2 separate regions of the Triticum aestivum genome follow, and region 2 is linked to region 1. The links are chromatin contacts, called in public Hi-C maps. All regions are on one chromosome and are shown on one strand. Each heading gives the region's core, a stretch centred on a gene start, on an enhancer-like site or on the middle of the called end of the contact. The rest is flanking DNA. Distances are from core to core; before and after follow the strand shown. Region 1 holds the start of LOC123103092 (cytochrome b5). Region 2 holds the start of LOC123103094 (scarecrow-like protein 9).

Region 1 (7,952 bases), core at 1,895-4,394:
CCTCTCCGTCGTCGCCTCGAGCCCACCGTCGTCGCCATGGATAAGGATTGAGGAGGACAGACTAGATCCTCCACGCGACACTGGAAAAAAGCGGGCGCGAAAATGACCCAAAAGGATCCACTAAGACCCACTAAGACAAAGCGGGCCCGAAAAGTTCAGCCACACCAGCGCAGATCTCAGAACTGAATCGAACGACTGAAAATTCGACTTGAAGCCAAAATGAAAACAGACGACTGTTTTTTAGTAAAACTGTAAATATATATCCAGAAGGCACCAGAGTTTTCAAACAATAAAATCCCACAGCCTTGCTATCTTCAGTGTACCATGTGTTTATACTCCGCTTTCAATGATGCTGATGTTGGAAAGATCAGACATACTTGCGAGCAAGATGTGATATCCAAAACACTGATATTTACAACTGAAGATATCAAATATTTACAATATCCTCACCAAAAAAATTGTCAAGGTCGGCGGAGGCTGAGGGTGGCGGCGCGCCAGGCTGTGTTTGCCTCTTCTCACCCATCTACATGCCTCGCCTTGTAGCACCAGACATGTTTTCTTCCAAAACATCGTGACTGTTCTTCTACTTTTGTTGAAAATAGAACCGGTGCTTAATTTTCACAGGCATCGAGGAGAATGCATACCAATGCACCAACACCAAAGAGCAATTTCAGTCCCATCAATTTAAGTTGCACAACAAAACTTGGTCCCATCAATTTCAGTTTCACGACAAAACCGTTGCAACATTCAAACAACTCACCACACGGTACATTGGAATGGATACATCACGCGACAAACTACTAACTTATTCCAACACCTTAAAGCTATTTTTTCCCCATAACCCAGAGAACAATGCCGCCACCGGTTAAGCCGATTCCGACTTGGTGTACATCCTAATGGCGACAGCCAGACCAAGTATGGCCAAGGGGACCAGGAACTGGAGGATCTTGATGATGAACTCAGGGGTCTTGTCTTGGTTGTAGTGTGGTTGCTTCGGCGGAGTGTACTTTGTCCGGGCAGGTATCGTAGCCGTATCCACGTCGCCGACATAGTACTCGTCCAGCATCGCACGGGCGGTGGTGCTGTGCCCGACATCCTCAAAGTCATCAGTTGCGTCCTTGGCTGTAAAAGGGCCCATGTGTTAATGCAAGTTATTAGGCTAAATCACAAGTTCACAACTTCTGCAAGCATGGCATGGCAAGAAGGCGTTACCAGTCGAGGACAACAGTACATCATCACCTCCAGGGTGATCCTCCAAAAACTTGGTCACATCATATACCTGAACATTAGAACACAGTGTCAGTGATTGTTTTTCTCAAGAAGGAACAAAATTTATAACCATTCTCCTCTAAACTAAATTTATAACAATTCTAAGCCTCACTACTGACATAAAAGTAACGGTGTTAATTAAAGAGCATTGCCACATTGCTCCTGCCATATAAAACAAGTACAAGAAGAAAGCAGCCCTTTCAACGTGAATAAAGGCTAATCAAATCTGTCTTTATGCAATATAAGCCTGCTTATAGAGAACTTTCAGGTTCCGAAGAAAGATAAACATAACTACTCTGCAAGGTTTGTACAAAATATGAAAAATTCACCTTAAACTACGCCACTTTGCAAGGCTTAAACAAAAATAAAATGAGTTTTTTTGGGCTAAAATAAATGTTAAAGACTTGCTTTTCATTGGTACACATGGGATAAAGGGTACTGATGAATATAATTTAAAATCTTTATCTTAAGCCAAGACCTAAGTGTTGTTACTGTAAGGCAGATTTTTTGGATGCATAAAACATGAAAAATAAACTATGACAAAAGATTCAGAGTTATGTCCAGAACTCAGATGGAGAATTGGAAAAGGTTAACAAATGTGATTCTTACGGGGGTAAAATATAGTCTAGAGGATGGAGAATGAATCTCAATTGGTCTGGGACCTGAGAGTTTAGTTCTCGTCTGAAAGACTGAAATTGTGGACAACTTTATAGTTGGTCATGTAGTTATGTTCTCGTGGCAACTATGGAACAAGCTTGAGCAACAAACATGGGTCAAAATATCATCTAATCACCGGTAAGTAACCTCTTGTTTTTTCCTAGAAAGGGCAACATAACACTCAAGAACCAAACATGCAACTATTTTTACATAGCAAAAGGTAATTGACTAGTGAATCTACGGTAACCAAAAGGGCAATCCTTTTTGCAAACCAGGTCGAGCAGGATCAACTAGAAGAAGGTTGCACGGCAATATAAACGCAATTCATCGGTTCCGACCTTGTCTGCTGGTCTGGACCGTGGTTGTATCGGTACTCTGGCTTTATGTATATAAAAGCGGGGTGAGAGCCTAGTTTCTTCTGACCACCATCAGAAAATTATACACACTCGCTAAAAGTGTTCGGACCTTGTATATAGCGGGGTACTCAGTAATTTATCGGTTCCGACAGGTGAAAATTCTGGAAGTAAACCAGAGTGTGTAATCTCTCAGGCCAATTCACAATTCAAAGAGGTACCAACTATTTACCCCAGGAATCGCTCGACATGTACTAAACCAAACTGATTCTTCTTCAACATAACCAATAACTCAAGTAATAGTCCGACGGTACTGTGCAGATCTGCCGGCGGATAACTCTAATCGTACCAGGCCAGCACGTAACACGTATCAATTGCTTTGGCAAATCGATTAGGGCATGTTGTGCTGCAAGCTACCAGTATCACGACCCTCCGAGAGAAAGAAAGAAAGACTGAATCTTGGCGTAACAATAATCGCAAGGAAACAATCAGGAGGGGCAGCGGGGAGAAGATGCGTGCGTATACCTTGCCGGCGATGATGAGCCAGCAGTCGTCCTTGGTGTTGTGCTTGGACACCTCCTCCAGTGTCAGCGCCGCCTTGGACATCTTCCCCCTGCTTCTCCTCCGCCTGGTCGAGTTGATACGAGACTGGGATTCGCAGCCGCAGATCCGCAAGAATTCAAGCTGCTGCTGCTACCTGAGAAGAATCCGGCAGGGAAAGGTGGGTGGCGATGCGATACGATGTGAATCTGGCTGGGGATACGATTGCGCTTCTCTCCTTTTTATAAAAAATCGCGAGGAGACGGGAGGAAGCGCTCGGCAACAACCACAAGTCCAACTCCACCCGAATTGCGTTTCTTCCTCGCGTTGTTCTTGGCGTCCCGTTCCGACTCCACCTACCCAAAGTGGCCATCTGGGCTGGGCCAGGCAGGCCGGCACGTTAGCCCGCGTGCCCGGCCCATGGTCGGCCTGGCACGGCACGTGGCCCACTAGGGCCGTGAGGCTGGGCATGTGTGTGCCGGTACAACACGGCCTGTTTACTTTTTTTATTCTTTTCAGACTTTTTTTTGTACATTAGCCTCAAATCAGCACAATAGGCCCAAACAACCCAAAATCAGACGCCCCGGTGGGCTAAATGTGCTGGTGGGCTGACCCGTTTCCTTGCTATGACGTGCTTGGGCCACGGAGTGCAACACGCCTGCCGGTCCGGCATGGTCTGTGTAGTTAGCGTGCCTAACCCATATAACCCAGGTCGACACGTATCGTGTCAGCCCATCTGGCCAAGTTTGCACCTATCTAGCCGAACCAAACTATTTGTGTGGGACCTACCTGTCTAGTCGAAGTGAGGGAGGAGTAGACTTTTTTCGTAAAAAACTAGATTTATTATATATTATAAAGGTTTATAAGAAATACAAAGCACCATAGACATAATAAAAAAATTACATTGAGGACCTTGTGCCACGAACGAGCATTACCGCCCTGAACGAGTCGCCGAGGCGTCGATGTTGCCATGTACCTATCAGAGTCGGCTTGCCCTTGTTGATAATAGCCGAGAAGTCTCCATGCAAGTGCCCCAAAGTCGCACGCGTCATCATTGAACCCTTGAATCAATCACGTGCCCCAAATAGTCATTAAGGCATGCATGGTATTTCACCATGTCTAATGCAAGAGGACAGACAACCTTCTTGGCTTCGTAAGTAGTCTTAGGCAATTCATTGTCCTTTGGCAAAACCTTTGCAAGGTTTTTTTTGAGAGTACGCCAATAGCGTAACATATTTTTATAGAAGAGAGAATAAGATTTACAAGAGATGCCTTACGAATGGATGCACACATCCATTCTCAGGCAACACCCGGAAACAAACCACACCCAAGATCCTAAGCCTACTCTCTCACGAAACGTGACAACCCAACACCTCCAACTCCGGCCTCAATCCACTCATGCAGCTCACGAAGAATCGCGTCTATCAATTCAATCAAGGAACTCTGTTAACTTCTTCTATTGAATACGCGATTATTCCTTTGTTTCCAGAGGGCCCAAGCCACCACAATCACAAATGTGTCAAAAGCCCGTTTGTTAGCCTTGACACTCCCCTTCCTTGCTAATAGCCACCAATCCAGCAGATTATCATTCTCAGTCGGCCTCGTGACCTGCAAGTTGAGGGCTTGGAGACCCTCATGCCAAACTTCCCTAGCGTACACACACTGGATCAAAATATGCTCAGCGTTGTCCTCTTCCTGCAGGCACGTGTAACAAGCTAAGGGTCTATCCTGAAGCCCATGCTTAGCACGTCGATCCGAGGTCCAAATGCGATGTTGCACGGCCAGCCAAGCAAAAATCTTGCACTTAAGAAGTGCCCAACTCTACCAGATGCAAGAAGCGAAAGGCACCCTCCGGGTTTCGAGGCAAAGGCGATGATATGTGGATCTCGCAGTGTAACTACCCGAGGGGTCTGGCGGCCAAGAGAAGCAGTCCGGTCTGTTCGGATCACGCTTGATCGTGCTAATAGCCAAGTTGAGGTGCACAAGCTGCATATGCCCAACGAATGTGAGATCACCAGTCACATCCTGCAACCATCTGCCATTGTCCAGAACCTCACTGACTGTGCGTCTGTTCCTCGTGCGAGTAGCCACCATGGCATGGATAAGCGGAGCAATGTCCGCGGCCGCAAAACCGTGAATCCATCTGTCTCTCCAGAACAACACCTTGGTGCCATCTCCAACCTCAATCTTGACTAGGCTATCAAACACTGTGCGGGCTTGTCTGTCCTCAGTCATAGCTAAGCCTTGCCATGGTCTTTGCGAATCCGTCCGTTTCAGCCACTCCCATCTGACTCTTAGTGCGATCCCCTGCAGCTCCAGATTTCTGACTCCCAGACCCCCAAGGAACATGGGCCTACAGATCGTGTTCCAGGCCACCAAGCACTGCCCACCGTTCACCTTGTCCTTCCCAGCCCAGAAAAACGCACGCATCCATTGGTCGATTTCCTCCAACACCCAGGCTGGCGCCTCAGCAATCATGAAATGATGTATGGGTTTAGCAGCCACCACAGACTTAACGAGCACAAGACGGCCTGATCTCTGGAGCAGCCCACGTTGCCAGGCCGGGGCGCAATGCTTAGCTTGATCTACCATCGGTTGCCAGTCCGCACGGCTAAGTTGGTGAATTGCGAGCTGCAAACCTAGATACTTGCAAGGAAAAGTTCCCATATTGCATTGCAGCAAAGCAGCCACCCTATCCCTGTCAGAAGCATCACCATGGATCATCACTGCAGATGACTTGAGATAGTTCACTCGAAGGCCCGACGCATCATCGAACATCTTGAGAGCTTCTTTAACAAATCTCAGATCCACCTCAGAAGGCTTGACAAACATAGCCACATCATTCACATAAATCGAGATCGTCTAGGTAGCAAAGACCCCAGCAATCCTACTAGACACACCCAAATCAGCAGCTTTACTCGTGATCTTAGAGAGGACGTCCATAGCAATGAAAAAAAGGAGGGGGGAGACCGGGTCTCCTTGCCGTAGCCCTTTCAAGTGTTGGAAGCTTTTTCCCGGGATCCAGTTGACAATCACTTTAGTAGATGTCGTCCTTAACAAGATGGAGATCCAGGACAACCATTTGGTCCCAAAACCTTTCTGCTTCATCACCTCGAAGAGGAAAGGCCAAGCGATCGAGTCGAAAGCTTTTGAGATATCAAGTTTCAGAAAGACAGCAGCTTCCTTGCGAGCATGAAGTTTCCTTGCAACTTGCCGAACCAGAAGAAAGTTATCATGCAGGTGTCGGCCACTTATGAAGGCAGATTGATTTACAGCCACGGTCTCTGGCATCCTGCGCTTAACTCGATTCGCCAGCATCTTCGCAAATAATTTTGCAGCACCGTGGGTCAAGCTTATAGGGTGGAAGTCCCCCACGACCTCCGCATCTGGTTTTTTCGGGATCAAGACGATATGAGCACGATTCAACTTGCCAAAACCCCTACCATCCTCCACATATAGCTTCATGAACACTGCCATCAGGTCGTTCTTGATAATGGGCCAAGCCCTCTGATAAAAGGCAGCAATAAACCCATCAGGCCCGGGCGCACGATTAGGCAGCAACTCCTTTATCGTATCCCACACTTCCTCCTCCGTAAAAATTTCGTCCAGTTCAGAAAGGTCGTGTCTGTCAAGCTCTAGGAAGTCCAGGTTTAGGTCAGCCTCTCTGGTGGAAGCGCAACCCAGAAGTTGTTGGAAAGCATCCGTAAACACCTCCTCCTTCCTTTGTTGATCCGTGATCAGCTTGTTGTTATGTCTAATGTGAGGGATAAAGTTTTTTGATCTTCGTCCATTAGCCACCGCTTGAAAAAGCTTGGTGTTGGCGTCTCCTTTTTGGATCCAGCGTAGTCTCGATCGCTGTCGGTCAATGGTGCGTTGCAAGGAGGACAGTCGTAACAACGCATGCTTTAGAGTTCCCCTTAGCCATCGTTCCTTGGGCGTGAGCACCCTATCTTCCATGCCCGATCCAGCCTCAAGATGATGTAATTGGCCACCGCCATCTGGGTCTTGATGTGCCCTGTCTTCCTTTGCACCCAGCTTGTAGAGCTGCAGCGGTGTTGCGAAGGAGGGAGTCCAGCCTCTTATAGGGGTCAACAATACTATCCTCACACACCCAAGCCTCCCTAACTGCCTCCTCGAAGCCCTCTAGTCTTGTCCAGTACATCTCAAAGCGAAATCTTTTCTTAGAGCAGAACGGGGCCAACATGGTGAGATGTAGGGGGGGCATGATCAGAAATAATGGAGGAGAGGGCTTGTAAAAGGACATCCGGGAAACTCAGTTCCCAATCAACTGAAACGAGCACTCTGTCAATCTTGGTTAGAACCAGTTGTTCCCTCTCGTTAGTCCACGTGAAACGCCTCCCATGCATGTAGACATCTTTGAGCTCACAATTATCCACAAACTTCCTGAACTTCCACATGATCCTTCGGTTGAGGTTGTTATTGCTCTTCTCATCAGCATGCAAGATCATGTTGAAATCACCAAGAAGCACCCATGGTCCCGGGCACGCCGCCCTCGTGTTGTGCAAATCCAGAATAAATTGCATCTTGGCTTCATCACCTTGCGGACCATAGACCACAGTAATCCACCACTCTGACCCATCCTTATTGTGAACCAGCCCGGTGAGCGAATTGGTATCCCTAATGATATTGTCTACCTCCAAGACCGTCGTATCCCACCCCAAAAGGATCCCACCACGCGTATCAATCGCCGGGACATAGTCAAAGCCATCAAAAGATGGCCCAATGCATTACATTACATTAAACGGATCAAACACATCAATCTTGGTCTCTTGCAAGCACACAAGGTTCACCTTCGCCGACACAACGAACTCCCTAACCGCGCTTCTTTTGGCAGGGTTGTTTAACCCCCTCACGTTCCAACACAGAATTTGTGGGTTCCTATCCATAACCAAAGGAACCGCCCACAACCGCATCCAAACAGGATGATCAAGCAACCACCACCGTCATCCCGGTGGTCATCTCGCACTCTGGTGGCACTTCCTTGCCAAACAGGGCAACTATGACCCTTATATGTTGCTCCCTTAATGGCGAATCAAAGATCTCAGCCAGCTCCGCGATGTTATCCTCATTACCCTCCAAATCCTCTGGAACAATCCCAAGTGCTCTCATTAG
Region 2 (7,952 bases), core at 3,594-6,093, 150 kb before region 1:
TGACCCTATACTTATTTTCTTTACCAAATTCTACTTAACTTTTGCCAGAGTAGAGATTCAATTCAATCCAGTCCGCGATGGCTAAAAATGAAACAAAGAAAAATACGCATATCAACAGTTGAGCTGAAAACAGCAGGGCAACTGACCAACAAAGTCAGCTTGTGAGTTGCAAGCGCAACTAAAAAGAGGTCGGCATTGGCAGCCAAAGAAAGCCAATAAATATTCAATGCAGAGATGGCGACAGCGATTGCATGCCCGCATCAACCATTATCCACCGATATCTTATCCTTATATTAGCACCGTCAACTGGTTTTTTAGACAGAAAATCAAAGTGGTGCCATGGAAAGTTGTAGCACTGCATGTTTTCTCAAATGCTCCAAACAAGTCCCCCACTGAAGCCCAAGGACCGCCGTTTCTCGACAGCATGCAACGCACACTGCGGAAGTAACCAAATGAAATGTGGATACTGGATCATATTTGATTTGACAATGCATATGCTGATGCTGAATCCAACTCATGCTTGCTAACATAGTGGATCCAGGAAAGTCAAGAGTACAAACATTAAGGTCCTAGGTGGTTGGCTAAACAATTAACTAGTAGTAGTAGAGAAGGCGGCTACTGCACAGACGCAATTGACACTCAGTTCTTACACAGGCACCCCCGCATCTTGATCTGGTGCAGTGCAACAACAATCTTGTTCACTCCTCAGGTTATTTTCTGGAAAGAGAAAGAGAAGAACATTTCATGACATTTTCAAATAACTGCTCCAAGAACATCCTGTGTTTCTAAAAGGATCGACATCCCTGCGAAAGAACATGCCAACGGTCTGACATTACCAAAGAATACATATCCATTTACGCCATCAATTATAGTTGCCAAACAACATGTAATTTCCAGTGGCATCAGACAAGTGATGATGAAAGATCAATGTTCTTTTTTGAGTTTTTCCATCAGGAAACGTTGGTATTTATTTACCATTTTCCCTATGGTACAACCAGACTAGCACAAATTAGTTTCCATACATAAAATACAATAACCATGGAACACAATCTACATAGCACATATGGATGTCAGCACCCCTATTTTTCAGCTTTCTAGAAACACGATGACGTGAGTTTCGGAAGTTTCTGACTGGGTAAACTAATAGAACCCTAGAGAGATTAAGTACAGGTATCAAAGCCCTTGAGTTGTGACAACACATAATCTTAAAATAAATTAGCGGCATGAAACTGTGAATCCCGAAGTGTGTGAAACAGGATCATGCCAATTTAGTTGACAAGCTCATGAGCCTTATTAACTTACCTACTTAACTATTAGTCATGAAAATTCACAAGTAATCTCATGTCTTGCTTAATTATTTCATACAACAATGCAATTGGGTGCTTCAGTTAGTTGTCTGATCAGATTACAACAATGGGCATCAAACAACAAGAACCAGACATGGCTCTGACCTTTGTTAGGCTCATGATGATAAAATGACTGCTACAAAAAACATATATACCCATTGAATTGATGATGCTGAACCCAAACTCGTTCTTATTAGCATAGATATCATACACTCAAGGAAGTCAAAAGTAGAAACCTTATGATACTGGGCACTTGATTAATTGATTAACTAATATAGAAGCTGTGATTTGGTTACTACTAATTAGGATGGTCATAGAAGTAACTAGAATGAAGAAAAGTAGGAATTAAATAAAGTAACAGTACCATGGCCAAGGGAGAGCTCAACCACTGCTCCTTTCCTCTAGCTTATCTTAGTACTGCCTAGTGGCTACATAGTCATAGATGCAACTACACTGAATTCGTATACAAGCACCCACATTAATCCGGTGCAGTGTGACAAGAGTCCTGTCATTCTTCAAGCCAATTCCTGGAGAAAAAATATTTTACGACATTGTCAAATTTCTGCTCCAAGAATCTATTGCACGTTCTTGAAAACCACAGTGCCAAAGATACATAGAGTTACACCATCAATTATTACAAATATTGTTGCACCTAAACAACCACTTACTAATACTATTGTACTTAAGAATAGCCCAGTGCATACCTTGGAATACTGGTGACTTGGCCAAGCTCTGCCTTCAACAATGGTGTAAGAGACATGCAGACGAAGAACCTAACTGTTATTATGCTTCCATGTAGTTATAGCATAAATTATCCTTCCTTTCCACCCTTGGAGGAGCCATCCACTGTCTTCGTCTATGACAAAATCTTTGTGATATATATCTTTCACTTTGTCTTTGGCTTTTATCACAATGTCCTGGTTTAACGGAGACTGAACAAATCCAGCCCTCAGGTTCCTGACTTGCCACTGTTTATATGTCTCTGGTCTCTCGACTCTGTCTGAGCCCTCACATGCAATCACATTGAGTGCCTCTCGGCCAAAGAGATCCCTCTCTATGAGCCTACGCTGGTCATCATCCCGCGGCACAGTTGCCTCAAGCATGTCAAACAATGCAGAGAAATGGAACAATGCCTCACGGAAACGTGTGATGAAGAAAGGAACACTGTATGACCCATTCACAATCCCATGGATGAAAATTGCTGGATTCACTTGCCTTATAGTGTTGAGCACCCTATTCCTAGGGCTGTCTACAGCCACTGTTTCGTCAATAAGATTTCTGAAACGGTACAGGCAATTAACAATCACCACTTCGTCTTTGCCAACCTTGAGATCCTCAGCACGGATGGTTTCCCACTTTGATGCTATGCCATGGTACTCAAAAGGCACCTCAAACTTCTTGGCATACTCTGCAAGCCTCTGTCCCGTCTCTTCGATGCGCTCGGTAGGGCGGAAACCAGGCTCGGGTACATCAATTCCCGTGATGCGAAGAATTGGTGGACCACCTTCCCTCTTGGAGAGACGCCTGATGAGGCATGGCCATTGGAGGCCAAAATAAATGCCAAAGTCAATTATGTGCACCTTCTTTGCATTTTTTGTCATGCTCAAGATTGTTTGATTGGAGAGGAAATGTGAGAGCCTCTTGAATGGGCATGCTGCAAAGTAAAGATGGTACGCCTTAAGCATGTCGGACGCGGTTGTCCGCTTTGCTACAAGCCTATGGTACTGCTGGCTCCCTGTACCAGCCAAGCGAGCCTCGAGACCCTGTGCAAAGCAAAACGCCAGCCTCTGGCTGCCATCCCCATTTACCTTAGAATGCTGTTTTATTTGCTTCAGCAACTCATTAGCAGTTCGGCGGTCATCAGCTGCCACTGCCTGTGCACAGTGGATGAGGATGGTCCTAAGGTCCACCACATCATTTTTTGTCGGCTTCCTGCCCCGTGTCTTCACCCCAGTTGTTCCTTTCGTTTGAATGACCTGAGAATTCTTGGAAGCTTCGCTGCGCATCTTTTCTCGCAGAACTGTAGCCTTCTTTTCAGTTTGACGAAACAAATCATCAAACATCTCAACCCAATCATCAGGCTCATCGGAACAGAATGCAGATTGTTTAATGTTTCGTCCTTCTATCAAGTCAAGATCTTCGCTCTGTCTGTTTTTCTTGGCCTTCAAGACCTCTGTCCTGCTGACATTGAAAGGAATGTCTTTCACTGCTTCTTGAGGCTTTGAGACACCAGCAGCTTCTAAATCAATCACTAGCTTATCACCACCAGGGAGAAACTTCTGTGCTTCCTCGACACCTCTCCTGAAATCCCAAGTTGGAAGGCTCTCGAACAAATACTCGGGGATCCTGCCGTTGGTGATCAAAGGATCTTCTAGTGACTCTGCTGCATCAGAAACACCACTTGATGAGGCAACCAGTGGCTGAGAAGATCGGCCACAGAAGCCGCGATAAGCTTCCAGCTGCTCAGAGTGTCCAACATTATGGCACTGGTTGCTATGAACAGCACCACCGATGCTGCCGCTAGTACCCACACTGGACAAGGACTGGGCATGACCGCTGCTGCTGCTCTCACTGGGGCTGTCCAGGGACCAAGTGGTGAGCGTGCGGTCAGGGGACGGCGGGAACTTGTGCCCAAGGATGTCATAGAAGGGCTTTGCGGTGGCACGGAGCGTGGCGGACTCCTCCTGGTACACGCTGACCTTCTCATCAATGTCCTCCTCCATGAGCATCCGGCTGATGTAGTTGAGCGACTCGTCGGAGATGAACTCCCAGTCTTCGGGGTTGTCGGTCTCTGTGTTGGTGGCCCTGGAGAGGGTGGCCACGGGAGCATTGGGACTGGGTTCCGCGGCCGCATGGTGTGGGATCACCGGCTGCGGATCATTGAACATGAAGTACTCTGGTGCTCCGCAGAACTGAATCATTGAGTGGATCAGTGAGCCTGAAATGGTCTGGTGCTCCACAGAACCTGCGAAACATCATGGAATTCTTCAGTCAGAGAGAAGATGTCAAGCGATTGAGTTTGGGGTGAACCATCTATTTGATTTCTGAGCAGAAAATAACAGGAAGGAACACACTGACTAAAGCGCTGCAGTTCACGGACTTGGCAGGCTGGTGGCGATGACAGGCGGATCACGGACTGACGCTGGCACCATGCTCACCTGAAGGCATCGATCCTTGGCGAGGCGGACGGTGGCGGAGGGACCTCGCGGCCGCGAGGCCGAGGCCGAGGCCGGTGAGGTCCTGCGCGGGTGGGGCGGCGTGCGCGAGATCGCGGGGAGGCTGCGGGGTCGATGTCATCGCCTGCCGCCTCGTCGCCGCCGCAGCCGGGCCTCCGGTAGCCGCGCGGGATCGGCGGGGGAGGAGAGAGGGGGGCGCGGCGAGGGGCAGACAGAGAGAGAGGGGGGGAGAGAGGGGTGATTTGATTGGGGAGGCGGATCAAGTGTGCGCGGCTGGGCAGAGGGATTCCTCCTTTTGCTCAGTTCCCCAGCGGCGAGGTCTCTCGGGAGTTGGACCCGGAGCTGGTAAAAGGAAAAAAGAAATCGCGTCCCGTGATGGTGGCTGGCTAATAAGTAAGTCGAGTAAAAGATAATCGAGGTCTCAGAGATTTCCAGAACCTCGATGATGGTGGCTCCTGCATGCGAGGGTTTTCTTCTTTTCAGCACCGCGAATGCGACGCCCCCTCCGCAGGATTACGCTTTGATTACACCCGCCACGCAAGAGTTGGAGAAACACCCTCCCTCTCGTGAGCAAAATACATTTTGGCACGTGTGCTGATGGGCAGGCACGCACGCACGTACACCGTCGTTCATCTGTGCCGTGATCTGAAAACTCTTGTTTTTCCTAAATGATTAGATATATTATAAAAGTTTATCAAAATGCAGAGAATCTCAAACATAATAGAAAATATATCAAGATTTTAAGACCACCGAACGATGTTAGAACGAGTCATCAACGCGCAGGGCCGGTCCTAAGATTTCGGGAGCCCGGGGCAAAAAACAAAACCGGGGGCCCTTTATGCATCATGCATGTTTTGATATTTTTTAAAAGGGGTTACTCTTAACTTTTTATCGATGGAGTGAAAAAACGGCATGTCGACTTAGTTTTGTAATTTAACCGAATATGATTATATTAATTCTATCTTTCTTTAAATTTTGCCAAGGAAGTTGCGCGCAGTGTATATTTCATATATAGTGTGCCACACACAAAAATAATATTTGAACGGATCCTTATCACGCAGCTAGAATTACTTTATAATTTACAATGCTAAAATTAATTTAGCCACTTAAATAAATTAAATCGATCATGCATTCTCTAATTAATTCATCTCAGCTATTAGTATCACTACTCCATGGATCCTAGTAGTCATTCTCCCCCATTGTGTTTCATCGACTACCAACACAGCCAGATTCATTAATCAGAAAGCCGGACAACTATACCCTACTCTTCTTCGCTAATTCACCAGCTACTCCTATCTAGCAGAACCTAGATAGCTCTTGGATGATGAATCAAGAAGATGCTTACCTATTCTGTTGTTCAAAACTGGGGTATTGTTGCTCCTGTCCGACCAACATGAAATCACCCGAGTCGCCGTTGAAGGAGGAAGCATCGGTGAGGCCTCAGCGGGAGGATGTTGTGGCGGCGGGAGTTGTGCCTGATGTGTGCTTAAGGGATTTGTTTGAGGCTAGGTCGATCGCTAATGTTGTTGTGTGTGGGCCAGTGGGCCTACACGTGGGAAACGGAAATTCCACTAATTCAGGGAATCGTTGATTTACTTGCCCACTACTGCACCTTCATGTACAAGGCATTTTTTTTAGAATCCTTCACGTACAAGGCATGTTACACCTACATTAGCGCAGGGTCAATTTTTTTCACGGGCCTAATACACAGAGCACACATACGTGGGGCCCCCTACCTTTCGGGGGCCCGGGGCGGCCGGCCCCTGACCCCCCCCCCCCCATCAGGGCCGGGCCTGTCAACGCGCTGCCCTATCGGAGTCAGTTTGACCTTGTTGATGCGATCCGAAAAGTCTTCATGCACATGCCCCTAAGGACCAGCGCGCTGGAGTCGCAGTCGTCGTCGTTGAACCCTTGTATAGATCTAAAGCACTTAACACCAAATCTGGCCACATGACGACAAACCCTAACATCACCACCTCAAGGAGGCGTCATGAATCTATGCCAGAGCTCTGTCGACTACATCCAAATGGACGGACTCAAGAAGAATCGAACCTCGGAAGACAAACTCAAAGAAGAAGCGCCACCATCCGTCCGAGCGCCGCACGTGTGAGGACTAAAAAAAACTAACTTAAACTACTAACTGGAGCGGAGGCACCGAGATTCTCCTTCCCGCCATCGGCTGTCGAAGTGGCACACAGAGGGGAGGAGAATCCACAAGCTCGCCGGTGAAGTCTGGATGGGAAAGTTTGCCTTAACCGCTTAGCGTTATGTGAGGAAATGAGAGGAAGTCCCCTTATTGTCTTGTCTTTATCCAAAAACTCCTTTGACGATAAATTGCTTGAAAATAGATAAAACTAGGAAGTCTATTAATACGAGACAATATACATGACGCTCTTGTCCTAGTGCATGTCGGTGCTAAAACCGTCAGATCTCGGGTAGGGGATCCCGAGTCGGTGAGCTGGGAACGATGGTAACAGGAAGAATAGGGACGCGATATTTACCCAGGTTTGGCCCTCTTTCTATATTGATTGTGGATGGGGTATAAAGTACAGTATGATCTACCTCGAGATAGTATGAACGGGTTCTAACCTCTAAACCTTGAAAAGCTTGCCTCTATAGACTAAACCCCACGGTTTATATAGGCACCAGAGGCATCTAGGGTTTACATATGGTCGGTTACGACATGGGGATAAACATGCCAATTATTCAAACACGCCTTGAAGTGTATGCCAACTCTTCGGAGGTCTCCATCTTGGTTATGCCAGGGGCCAGGGCATGTGGATCTCATTCTTCAATTGTTTGTGGCTTGTCGGCCTCGCCCATGAACAGTAGGCTGAAGCGGTGTGCACCCCCTATTTCAGGACATCGTCAGTAGCCCTGAACTTGTCTCCAAACCGAGGATACGAGCTCCTTCCTCGGGATAGCTTCATTATCTTGGTCTCCGGCTTTGTAGGCGAGTTCGATCATTCATGTCGGCCCTCGAATTCCATATAGCTTCTTTCATTCTATCCCACGCAAGCGCTAGTGGCTCACGTTCTTCTTGCTTGAAACTGGTAATCTGAGAACGTAATTGCATAATCTTTGCAGATGAACAAAACTTAGATAATAATTTATTGCAACAATCATCCCAAGAAGTAATACTACCTCTGGGTAGAGCTAGAAGCCATTCCTTAGCTTTTCCTCTCAAAGAAAGGAAATAGACGCAACTTTAGAGCGTTAGGGTCATAATCTTTAATGTGTGTCATGTTGCACAATTTAGTAAAATTATGCAAGTGCATACTGGCATCCTCAGAAGTGTAGCCTCCAAATTGGACCCCTTGAACCATGGAAACTAAGTTTGGTTCAATCTCATACTCAGCGGCTGCAACCTCATGTTGTGTTATAGGTAGATGCATGAAGTTGTTGTTGGGAGTAGCATAACTCCCAAGAT

What was found. Hi-C and Micro-C count contacts between places; a contact is called where the count stands out from the background.
Region 2: a Hi-C map of leaf shows a contact between it and region 1, with 3 times the contacts expected there. The contact joins the promoter of LOC123103094 here to the promoter of LOC123103092 in region 1. A contact is called at or near these places in 2 of 5 Hi-C or Micro-C datasets (both in leaf).

What each region holds. Positions count from the first base shown.
Region 1 is chr5A:311,674,204-311,682,155 of IWGSC CS RefSeq v2.1, reverse strand. LOC123103092 (cytochrome b5) reads right to left here and starts at 3,144. Exons shown (of 3, transcript XM_044524583.1): 1 at 2,805-3,144; 2 at 1,213-1,279; 3 at 669-1,122. The coding sequence starts at 2,885. The coding sequence ends at 866. LOC123103093 (a long non-coding RNA gene) reads right to left here and starts at 79. Exons shown (of 3, transcript XR_006449654.1): 1 at 1-79.
Region 2 is chr5A:311,830,847-311,838,798 of IWGSC CS RefSeq v2.1, reverse strand. It overlaps LOC123103094 (scarecrow-like protein 9), which reads right to left and starts at 4,843. Exons shown (of 3, transcript XM_044524584.1): 1 at 4,505-4,843; 2 at 2,051-4,311; 3 at 1,711-1,873. The coding sequence starts at 4,643. The coding sequence ends at 2,120.